2 separate regions of the Mus musculus genome follow, and region 1 is linked to region 2. A link is a contact called in public HiChIP or PLAC-seq data. All regions are on one chromosome and are shown on one strand. Each heading gives the region's core, a stretch centred on a gene start, on an enhancer-like site or on the middle of the called end of the contact. The rest is flanking DNA. Distances are from core to core; before and after follow the strand shown.

Region 1 (4,916 bases), core at 1,477-3,976, 66 kb after region 2:
ATATAATGGAAGCAATGCTCTGTGATGGTCTAAAGTTCACAGTTATGGGAAAGGTAGCAATCTATGTTAAGCTCCTCAAGCGACTTCTTAGGCCCAGCCAGTTCTGGAATGTCTCTGCTGCAGAGACACCCTGGTTAGCATTCTTGAAAGTTCTGGGAACACGGAAATTATTGAGTAGTAGCATCAACTGCTGCTTCCGATTTGATGAAGAACTGCACTTTCAGTCTCTTCAAACATTGGCCATCTGAGAGTGGTGACACTGGGTTGTGTGTGTGAAAAAGGGAAGCTCAGACGAAAGCTGAGAGATTTACAAAGATCGGATCCAGTGATACACATCTACATACGCACCCTCAGTCTTGCTTCAGGCCACCAAGTCTTTGTCTCAGTTTCTCAGCATTTTCTCTCTTTCCCAGTCTCACCCTCTTTCCATCTACCCCTTCCATTCACCCAAGGCTCCTGTCCACAATGAAGGTATGACCATGCCACTTAAAAACCCAGCCTGCTAGGCCTTCAGCCTGCATCCTGACTTTAAGTTCCAGCTCCACGTCTCCCTGCTCTTACCCAGCCCCTGCTTTCTTTTAGCACTGTACTACATGGCATGTCCTGAATTACCATGGTGCTCTTTGCCACCATCTTTTCATTTAAAGTGTCAGTATGGCTTCAAGTCCTAGTTCAAATCTCACCTTTATACAGTCTGTCCAGATCCTATCAAATAGAGGGAGTCCCTTTCCATGGGGTTTCTGCAGGAAATCGCTCATCGTTAGAATGGCATTTATCCAGTTATCAACTTTAGACCAATACATCTGTTTCCTTGTGGAAACAAGCTTCTAGAGTAGAGTGCTTGTGCCTGCTTATCTGTGTGAGCTCAGGGCTGACACAGCATCGGGTACTGCGTGCACTGAGGAAATGTTGCTTGACTTTTGTTGAATGATATAGCTATGTGCTTCTACTTCATATTATCTGAATAATAATAATAATAATAATAATAATAATAATAATAATAATAATAATAAAGAGGCCAGTTAAAGTGAAGGCCTTAGTCATCTTTCTTTAGGTGTTCCAACTGTACTCGGGTTAAAATATTCAATAGGGGAGGGCTAAAGGTTGTTTCATAAATCCTTGTCTTTGCTTATCACACAAGCATCAGCTCATGGAGGAAAGGCAAGGAGGGGCCCAGCCAGGTGTGAGTTAGAATGCCTCTCTATACTTTAAAGGGTAGGCCTATGGAGTAATCCTCACAAAACCTGGATTATGCTGAAAGGTGGGTCATTGCCTGGGTCCATAGGTTTCTAGATGATTTACAGCTCCCTTTACTATTTTCAGACTCAGTGTAAACATATTATGAGATTTCATTTGCTTCAGACACAGCTAAACAGTATTTTCATGCATGTTGCATGAGTCTTTCCCTCTTCTGTCCTTTGAGCTGGTTTTCTTTAATCGGGCCCGTCAAAGAAGGGCACCACCTAGAGGCCAACCAAGCACAGGCTGCAAGCTGGAAGTGGCAACCTGATCCTAAGAGTTAACAGTGGGCACTCCCTGCTAGTTGTTCCTTCCTCCAGCACCCTGGCATGATATCGGCCTATTCTATTACGCCCTATTTTGGGAACACATGCTTATTGCCAATTAGTGTTTGTGGGAATGAGATACTAACAGGGGCTCAAGCAGGACAAATGTCCAATCACAGAGTTAGGGGTCTGCCAGACTCTCATAGGACTCTCTCACACTGCTGGCCCTGATGCTGTGTGGCAGAAACAGGTGTCTAGTACCATGTGGAAAGTGCAAAACCCAGTTCAGATACCTAACACAGGACATCAGCGAAGACTGGTTCTCCTTCCTGCTCATGTCTCCCCACACCTGAGTGCATCTGTTATCCACCTTTGCCTAGACATTTCACACACTTGAAATAACTGGACTTGCTTTTTAAAGTAGCCAGGTAATCACAATTGGAACTCTAGGAAAGCATTAGCCATATGTGTTATCATACATGTTCAATATATTAATTCGTTCCCACCACCTGCCATTATGGTAAAAGTAACACTTATGTAGATTCCATTATGACAACAATTCTTCATCAGCAGCCTGATTATTTGGGACTTGATCTCAGGAAGGGTGCTCTGGAAAGCACATCTAGTTTGATGTTAAGAAATTCCATAATTGTTTATTTGCTTTGAAGTTAAACATTGGACATTTTCTTTTGGATTGGTGCTAGACTGAATCAGACAGCCTCCTGGCTTCTCACAGCAACCCTGAAGAGCTTCCGGTAGTATTATTCCTAATTTACATAATGTCTCCAATATGATCCACTTAGCACGTGGCTGAGGCCATCAGTTCTCAGGTTTGTATTACACCATACTCTAGGCTTTTGTTATCAAAGTATACCTAGCTTTTCTTTTTTAAACATTTGAGCCTTTAAAAATTATAGTTTCTAATTCATGCATTAAGATTGGTAGGTTATTTTCTGCTTTGAAAGTTGTCTGACCTCTGGATTTTCCTACAAACTTAAAATGAGCTAATCCATTAATTAAAACTCGAAGGGAAAGAGAAATGTGTTGTGTCTCTCTTCGGAACAAACAGCGCAGCCCATTCTCATTCTTTAACATTCCTATGAGATAACGAAAGCAGTGTGGGTCAGACTTGAAAAGGAAACTGCACGCAGAGAGGTTTCATGCTTGTGCAGGATAAAACGGGCTTGGTTGAAAGAAGGAAATGCAGCCAGCCAGGGGACATGATGACTCAGTGCAACCAGTTACCTCCAGAACCTTCAGGGTGGAAGCAGAGTTGGGAGGTGGGGGAGCAGAAGGAGATGGGAATTTCTAGCTCTTATCTCTAGAGGAGGAAGGGGGACTGCTCTTCTAAACGGGGGGGGGGGGGGGGAGGCAGCCCCTTCAGTGATGGGTCCTATGAGACCCTAGCAGTCAGTGTAACTCTTGGCACAAAGCCAGAGGCTGTAATGCTGCAGTGTGAGTCACTGGGCAGTAGGGCTTCATACTCCATTACTGCAACTAAGTACTTTATAGATGAATGAAATATCAGTTGACTTGGAGGTCAACAATAGCAGAGTGTGACCTCTGGTACAGTGATGCCTCTGCTTTTTGCCAGACTATGCAGCCTGCTGAGCCTCACAGGGCCCCCCTTGGCTTCCTTACGTACAAAGATGCCTGAAAGGGTATCAGGAAAGTTATATAAAATGATCTATCTGATACCCCCTAAGTCATCTTTCAGCAGAATCCACTGCAGAAAGAAATTCCTTAAGAAATGTATTTATCACTGTAATACTTGCATCACGATGAGCTTATGTGATCCAGAAGTTTTCCTTCTGAGCATGTATTGCAAAGAAGTAAAAGATGGGACTTGATATCATATGCTCATATGTTCATATGCTCATGTTCAGAGTAGCAGCATTCACATTAACTAAGAGGAGAGGCTCAGATAGACTGAGACAGAGAGATGATGTTTGACAAGATAAACACAATGTGGTTCAGTGGTGTGGGTGTGTGTTTATGTGGTGTGTATTTGTGTTGTATATGTGTGGTGTGCATGTGGGGTGTGTGTATGCTATTTGTGTCTATGATGGGTCTATAGGGTCTATAGGGTGTGTGGTGTATAGTGTTTGTGTGTGGTGTGTGGAGGGTGTATGTGTATGTGGTGTGTTGTATCTGTATTATGTTGTGTGTTGTGTCTGTGCTGTGTATGTGTGGTGTATGTTTGTGTTGTGTTTTGTACTTGCACAACAGAACTTGAATTTAGTAAAAAGTAAAACTGACACATGAACTATATGCATCTAAGAGGAATACTTTGTTAATTCTTGACAAGCATGAACTCCCCGAGACCATTACCACAATCGAGCTGATGACCATCCATGTCCCAAGGCTCTTACTGTGTCTCACATGGCTTCTCTCCTCAATGCAACTGCCCCAAATCCCCAGGTAACCACCAACCCATTTTATGTCATGTAGATTAGTTTTTAGTTCTAGAAATAGATTGACACAGAGTTTACTACTTTTGAACCACTTTCTTTTTTAAAAAATAATATTGTGTCTTTTCAAAGTCTATATAAATCACTTTGAGCATCTTGACTTCTCTAACTATTCTCTGATCCTACTGCCCTACCCAGCCCAACTTTGTGTCCTGTTTTGAAAACTCACTCTTGCGGGGGGCATCCCTGGCATGTGGTCAACTGTCTAGTTGGACTACCCTTTTATATTCAACATTATTATTTAGAGAGTCATTAATGCGGCTGCATCTACTGGTGATTCATGGTTTTTTTTCCCTGCTAAATAGAATTTCATTATATGGATCTATTTATTCGTTCATTTGTGATGTGGTTGGTTTATTGCTAGTTTCAGATTATTATATAGCTCCTAGAATATTTATAAGCAATTCTCTGTTAGATAAAGAATTTATTTGGGAGAGGAGTTGTTGAATAAGATGTTTTCTATCTATCTGTCTGTCTGTCTAATCTTTGCCTTTTTAAGAAACTCCCAAATGGCTTTCCAAAGGAGCCTGTAGTTCTTATTTGGGGAACAGTGAATGAAAGTTACTACATATTCTTATTGATACTTGATTCTTTTTTCAACCTTGGCCATCATAAGAAGTTTGCAGAATGCCTCTTGTGGGTTAGATTGAATTAACTGAGCCTGGTCAAGCCTCACAGCCTCTTGTTGTAGTAGCCATGTGTCTTCTTTGGTGAAGTGGTGGTTCAAAATCTTGCTCATTTTTTTTAGTGGGTCATATTTGTTTTCTTACCACTGAGTTTTGGGGGTCTTTATTGGTGCAAATCGTTTATCAGCTATATGTGGCTGGAAGATCTATTCACACAGTTTATTTTGTCTTTTTATTTTTGAGTGAGCTGTATTTGCTTTAAACTAACTATGATGGAACATGATTTAGTCTGTGTTTGGGGGCATTCTTAGAGC
Region 2 (5,198 bases), core at 726-3,225:
AAACTAAACAATTTAAATTATATAAGATTATATTTCTGTATATCCTTGTTCTATGACTTGCCTGTGTTTAACAGAACCCGATCAATCCATTTTATTAATTACTGCGGGGAGTCATACATAGAAAAAGCACTTAATATTGTTTTTAAGATAAAAATTTAATAGGAAATTGAGAGCTTTTTTTGCTCTAGATATAAAGTGTTAAAGGGAGATAACTATTATATTTATTGATTGTATGGAATTATTTGTGTTATATTCTGATAATTTTTAAGACAGTGTTTGTTGAATATTCTAAAGGAAATCATTTTAAAATTAATTAACCTGTAAAAATGTTAGGCATTATGGTTGTAAATCAAGAAATAGAACTTAAACTTTATACATTATTGAATAAGGACAATTAAACAATATTAGATATTCTAAGCATTTATACATTAATTTATTGAAAAGCTACCATCTTTTCCTGGGTGTTTAAACAGATGAGCATAGTTCATGGCACCTGCTGTTGTTTGTTTGTTGCTTGGTTGCTTGTTTGTTTGTTTGGTTGGTTGGCTGGTTGTAAACCTCGTGTTAAACAGCTGGGCCTTCTCTCCATAGCATGTCTTTGTGAGGATTAATAATGCTGGTCCCCAAAGAAATATACTCAGCAATATTCCTCCTTTGAGTAACAGATTCCAGAAACCAAGAAAAAGGGGCGAGTCACCTCTCAGATCCCTCTTTCATATCACATTCCTAACTTGACTGTTTTCTCAGTGTGATGACATTTGTGAAAAAGACCAGACAGCTCTGTATGAATATCTCTAATAGAATCTTATGAGTCACTCTATGGTGCAGACTTACTCTCTCCATAAAAGCTGCTCTGAGAGTGCTGTCAGTTTCCTGACTCCATTCACGTATTGGGTCACATGTTCACTCTGACTTGAGCACACTTTCTACTGATTTGTTCATCCAAAGCTTGGCACAAGACCTCCTGCTGAGGGTCCTTGCTGGACATTTAGACCAGAATGAATGCAAAGGTGAGAAAACATTTTCTCCATTCTCAATCAGTCTAAAATTTCACGAGCTCAGGAATATATATATCTTTTTATGTTCAGAAGTACTGCAAAGAAATTACAGGAGGCCATAAATTTTCCATCACAAGGCTTGAGTTCAAGCTAGCATTCACTTCTCTGTGATCTCAGAAATGTATCAAAGTCGGCCTGAGACTCAGCAAATGTATTGGTTTATTTAGTAATTTATTTGTCAGGGTTATCTGACAGAAGAGAACTATAAAGTATTAGTTTATAGTTTATAAACTATAAAGTGAACACATGTTAAATATTTGTCAGATTGACTTATACAATGTAGTCTCCATAGTTTAACAATGGCTGTCTTCACACTGCTGAGGCTGACAGTAGATAGCTGTGGGGCCACAAGACTTGGTATCTTGGAAGTTTTGATCTGGTGCTGAAGACCTGGAGGATCCTGGGAGAACAGCTGTTCTTCATTTATATTGGAATATTGAGGATGCGGTCCAATGTCAGTTAAGAATGTAGCAGCAGCAGCAGCAGCAACAACAGGGTAGATGAACTTTCAAACAGGGTACATACAGTCTCAGGTGAGATGCTAAGAAATGCACACCAAAGGAAATTCTTTCATCTGACCTCCTTATATCTGGCTGACATCATCAGAAAGTGCTGCCCACAGTTAGGCCAGCTTCTGTCATTACAACTAACCTAATCAAGAAAATCCCTCCCAAGTATGCCCAGGGGCATGTATCAAAATTAGCTGTCACAATTTGATTATTATTTGCCTTCATTTTATTTATTTTTGATACTGAGGATTCAACAAGGCAAGCACTCAGTCTACCACAGAGCCTGCTCTACCTGTGAGAAAGGCTACATGTAGGCAACAAAACCACATGGGTAAGACTTCCTCTGTTTGGTGCCCATACAGCCTCTTAGCCACTAAACTCTATGCTTAGTCACAGCTGTCTGCACAGACTTACTGGGGCTGCCTAGGGCAAACAACAGGATGTGAAAGTTTGACTACTTGAGAGGACTGAAGGAAGCTGCAAGATGGGTGGAAGTTATAAATTTGCTGTTGGGGGCATTGAAAGCCATTGGAAGTTTTCCTCATTACAGGGAAGCTTTTATGGGGTTGTTTCAGGGGGTTTGAAGAAATCATGACTGAGGCAATGTTTCCAAAAGCCAAAGCCACAGTTTTGGCAATAGGCTGATCACAGCAGTGAGTTCTGAGATCAGAACAGGCACCTTGAGCAGCTATGAGTATAGAGCACCTTAAAGTTATGAGGACAGCTCCTGTAGCACAGAGCAGCTGGTTGGATGACAGCTCCACTTCTGTCAATACAGTAGGGCATTCACAGAATGATGACTGTCACTGCTTCCCCTGGAACCTCAGGTACCATCACGTATAATCCTGATGAACTTGGAGTCTGGGGCGGCACAATAGTGATAACAGTGATTCCTGATCCAACTACAGGGTGCAGAGGATGAGGAGATGGAAGCCAAGGCAGGAACTCAAGCAATGCAGGGACCTAGAGACAAGAACTAAAGCAGAGACCATGGAGGGTTGTTGCTTTCTGGCTTGCTCTGCTTGACTTTTTTAGACAACGTAGAAACACCTGGCAGGGGGTGATATAGCCTCTGGTGGGATGGATCCATCCACATCAGTCATTTATTATTTTTATTATTGTTGTTATTATTATTTATTATTGTATGATATAAAGTAGTAAATAATAATAACAACAACAGCATCAACAATAATAATAACAACATTAGTCCAGAAACTTAGAATACCTAAGATATACGATACAATTTGCAAAACACAGGAAACTCAAGAAGAAAGAAGACCAAAGTGTGGACACCTTGCCACTTCTTAGAATTGAGAACAAAACACCCATGGAAGGAGTTACAGAGAAAAAGTTTGGAGCTGAGACAAAAGGATGGACCATCTAGAAACTGTCATATCCGGGGATCCATCCCATAATTAGCTTCCAAACGCAGATACCATTGCATACACCAGCAAGATTTTGCTGAAAGGACCCAGATATAGCTGTCTCTTGTGAGACTATGCCAGGGCCTAGCAAACACAGAAGTGGATGCTCATAGTCAGCTATTGGATGGATCACAGGGCCCCCAATGGAGGAACTAGAGAAAGTACCCAAGGAGCTAAAGGGATCTGCAACCCTATAGGTGGAACAACAATATGAACTAACCAGTACCCCCCTGGAGCTCGTGTCTCTAGCTGCATATGTATCAGAAAATGGCATAGTCAGCCATCAGTGGAAAGAGAGGCCCATTGGTCATGCAAACTTTATTTGCCTCAGTACAGAGGAACACCAGGGCCAAGAAGTGGGAGTGGATGGGTGGGGGAGCATGTGGGGGACTTTTGGGATAGCATTGGAAATGTAAATGAAATAAATGCCTAATTAAACAAACAAAAAAATCCCACAGACTCTTCTACAGGCCACTCAGATTAAGGCACTTTCTTTTCTTTCATTTTTTAATTAACAATTCCATTCATTTACACCTCAAATGATATCCCACTTCCCAGTTATCTTCTCCACCAATCCCCCTTCCCATGATATCCCACTTCCCAGTTACCCCTCTATCAACCCCCCCCATTCCACCCTTGCCTTCCCCCTCCCTTTTGCCTGTATGTAAGTGCTTTTAGGAAAACACAACCAAACAGGTGATGGAATTGAACAAAACCATACAAGACATAAAAAGGGAAGTAGACACAATAAAGAAAACACAAACTGAGGCAATGCTGGATATAGAAAACCTAGGAAAGAAATCTGGAACCATTGATGTGAGAGCATCAGCAGCAGAATACAAGAGATGGAAGAGAGAATCTCAGGTGCAGAAGATTCCATAGAGAACACGGACACAACAATCAAAAACAATGCAAAATGCAAAAAGATCCTAAGTCAAAACATCAAGGAAATCCAGGATACAATGAGAAGACCAAACCTACGGATAATAGGAGTAGATGAGAATGAAGATTTTCAACTTAAAGAGTCAGCAAATATCTTCAACAAAATTATAGAAGAAAACTTCCCAAACCTAAAGAAAGAGATGCCCATGAACATACAAGAAGCCTACAGAACTCCAAATAGGCTGGACCAAAAAAGAAATTCCTCCCGACACATAATAATCAGAAAAACAAATGCACTAAATAAAGAGAGAATATTAAAAGCAGTAAGGAAAAAAGGTCAAATAACATATAGAGACAGGCCTATTAGAATTATACCAGAATTTCACCAGAGACTATGAAAGCCAAAAGATCCTGGACAGATGTTATACAGACCCTAACAGAGCACAAATGCCAGCCCAGGCTACTATACCCAGCCAAACTTTCAATTACCATAGATGGAGAAACCAAAGTATTCCATGACAAAACCAAATTCACACATTATCTTTCCGTGAATCCAGCCCTCCAAAGGATAATAACAGGAAAAAACAAAAAACAAAAAAAAATCAAAAAAATAAAAAAACAAAAAAACAAACAAACAAAAAAATACAAGGACGGAAACTACACCCTAGAAAAAGCAAGAAAGTAATCCTTCAACAAACTTAAAGGAAGACAGCCAGAAGAACAGAATGCCAACTCTAACAACAAAAATAATAGGAAGCAACAATTACTTTTCCTTAATATCTCTGAATATCAATGGACTCAATTCCCCAATAAAAAAGACTTAGACTAACAGAATGGTTACATAAACAGGACCCAACATTTTGCTGCTCACAGGAAACCTATCTCAGGGAAAAAGACAGACACTACCTCAGAGTAAAAGGCTGGAAAACAATTTTCCAAGCAAATGGTCTGAAGAAACAAGCTGGAGTAGCCGTTCTAACATCGAATAAAATCAACTGCCAACCCAAAGTTATCAAAAAAGACAAGGAGGGACACTTCATACTCATAAAAGGTAAAATCTTCCAAGAGGAACTCTCAATTCTGAATATCTTGCTCTAAATGCAAGCGCAGCCACATTCATTAAAGAACTTTTAGCAAAGCTCAAAGCACGCATTGCACCTTATACAATAATAGTGGGAGAGTTCAACACCCCACTCTTACCAATGGACAGATCCTGGAAACAGAAACTAAACAGAGACACATGGACAATAACAGAAGTTATGAAACAAATGGATTTAACAGCTATCTACAGAACATTTTATCCTAAAACAAAAGGCTATAATTCT

The links. HiChIP or PLAC-seq counts read pairs in DNA pulled down with a chosen protein or histone mark.
Region 1: a contact with region 2 is called in an H3K27ac HiChIP or PLAC-seq map of microglia, with 5 times the contacts expected there. The contact joins two enhancer-like sites. A contact is called at or near these places in 1 of 39 promoter capture datasets (macrophages), 1 of 15 datasets of contacts at CTCF or cohesin (CD8 T cells), 5 of 484 Hi-C or Micro-C datasets (the C2C12 cell line, Th1 cells, bone marrow-derived macrophages and 2 more), 3 of 115 datasets of contacts at active chromatin or transcription factors (bone marrow-derived macrophages, extraembryonic endoderm stem cells and microglia) and 1 of 9 other capture datasets (liver).

Annotation. Positions count from the first base shown.
Region 1 is chr4:88,513,130-88,518,045 of GRCm38.p6, forward strand. No RefSeq gene overlaps it. Among named protein-coding and RNA genes, the nearest start is that of Ifnb1, 7.2 kb to the right of the region's middle. Within about 2 kb of position 2,727, at least 127 of the 459 cell types and tissues checked have an H3K27ac peak or open chromatin away from gene starts, as enhancers often do. A contact at or near this core is called in CD8 T cells, bone marrow-derived macrophages, hematopoietic stem cells and 1 more, where this site is marked.
Region 2 is chr4:88,448,341-88,453,538 of GRCm38.p6, forward strand. No RefSeq gene overlaps it. Among named protein-coding and RNA genes, the nearest start is that of Hacd4, 12 kb to the left of the region's middle. Within about 2 kb of position 1,976, at least 64 of the 459 cell types and tissues checked have an H3K27ac peak or open chromatin away from gene starts, as enhancers often do. A contact at or near this core is called in CD8 T cells, bone marrow-derived macrophages, hematopoietic stem cells and 1 more, where this site is marked.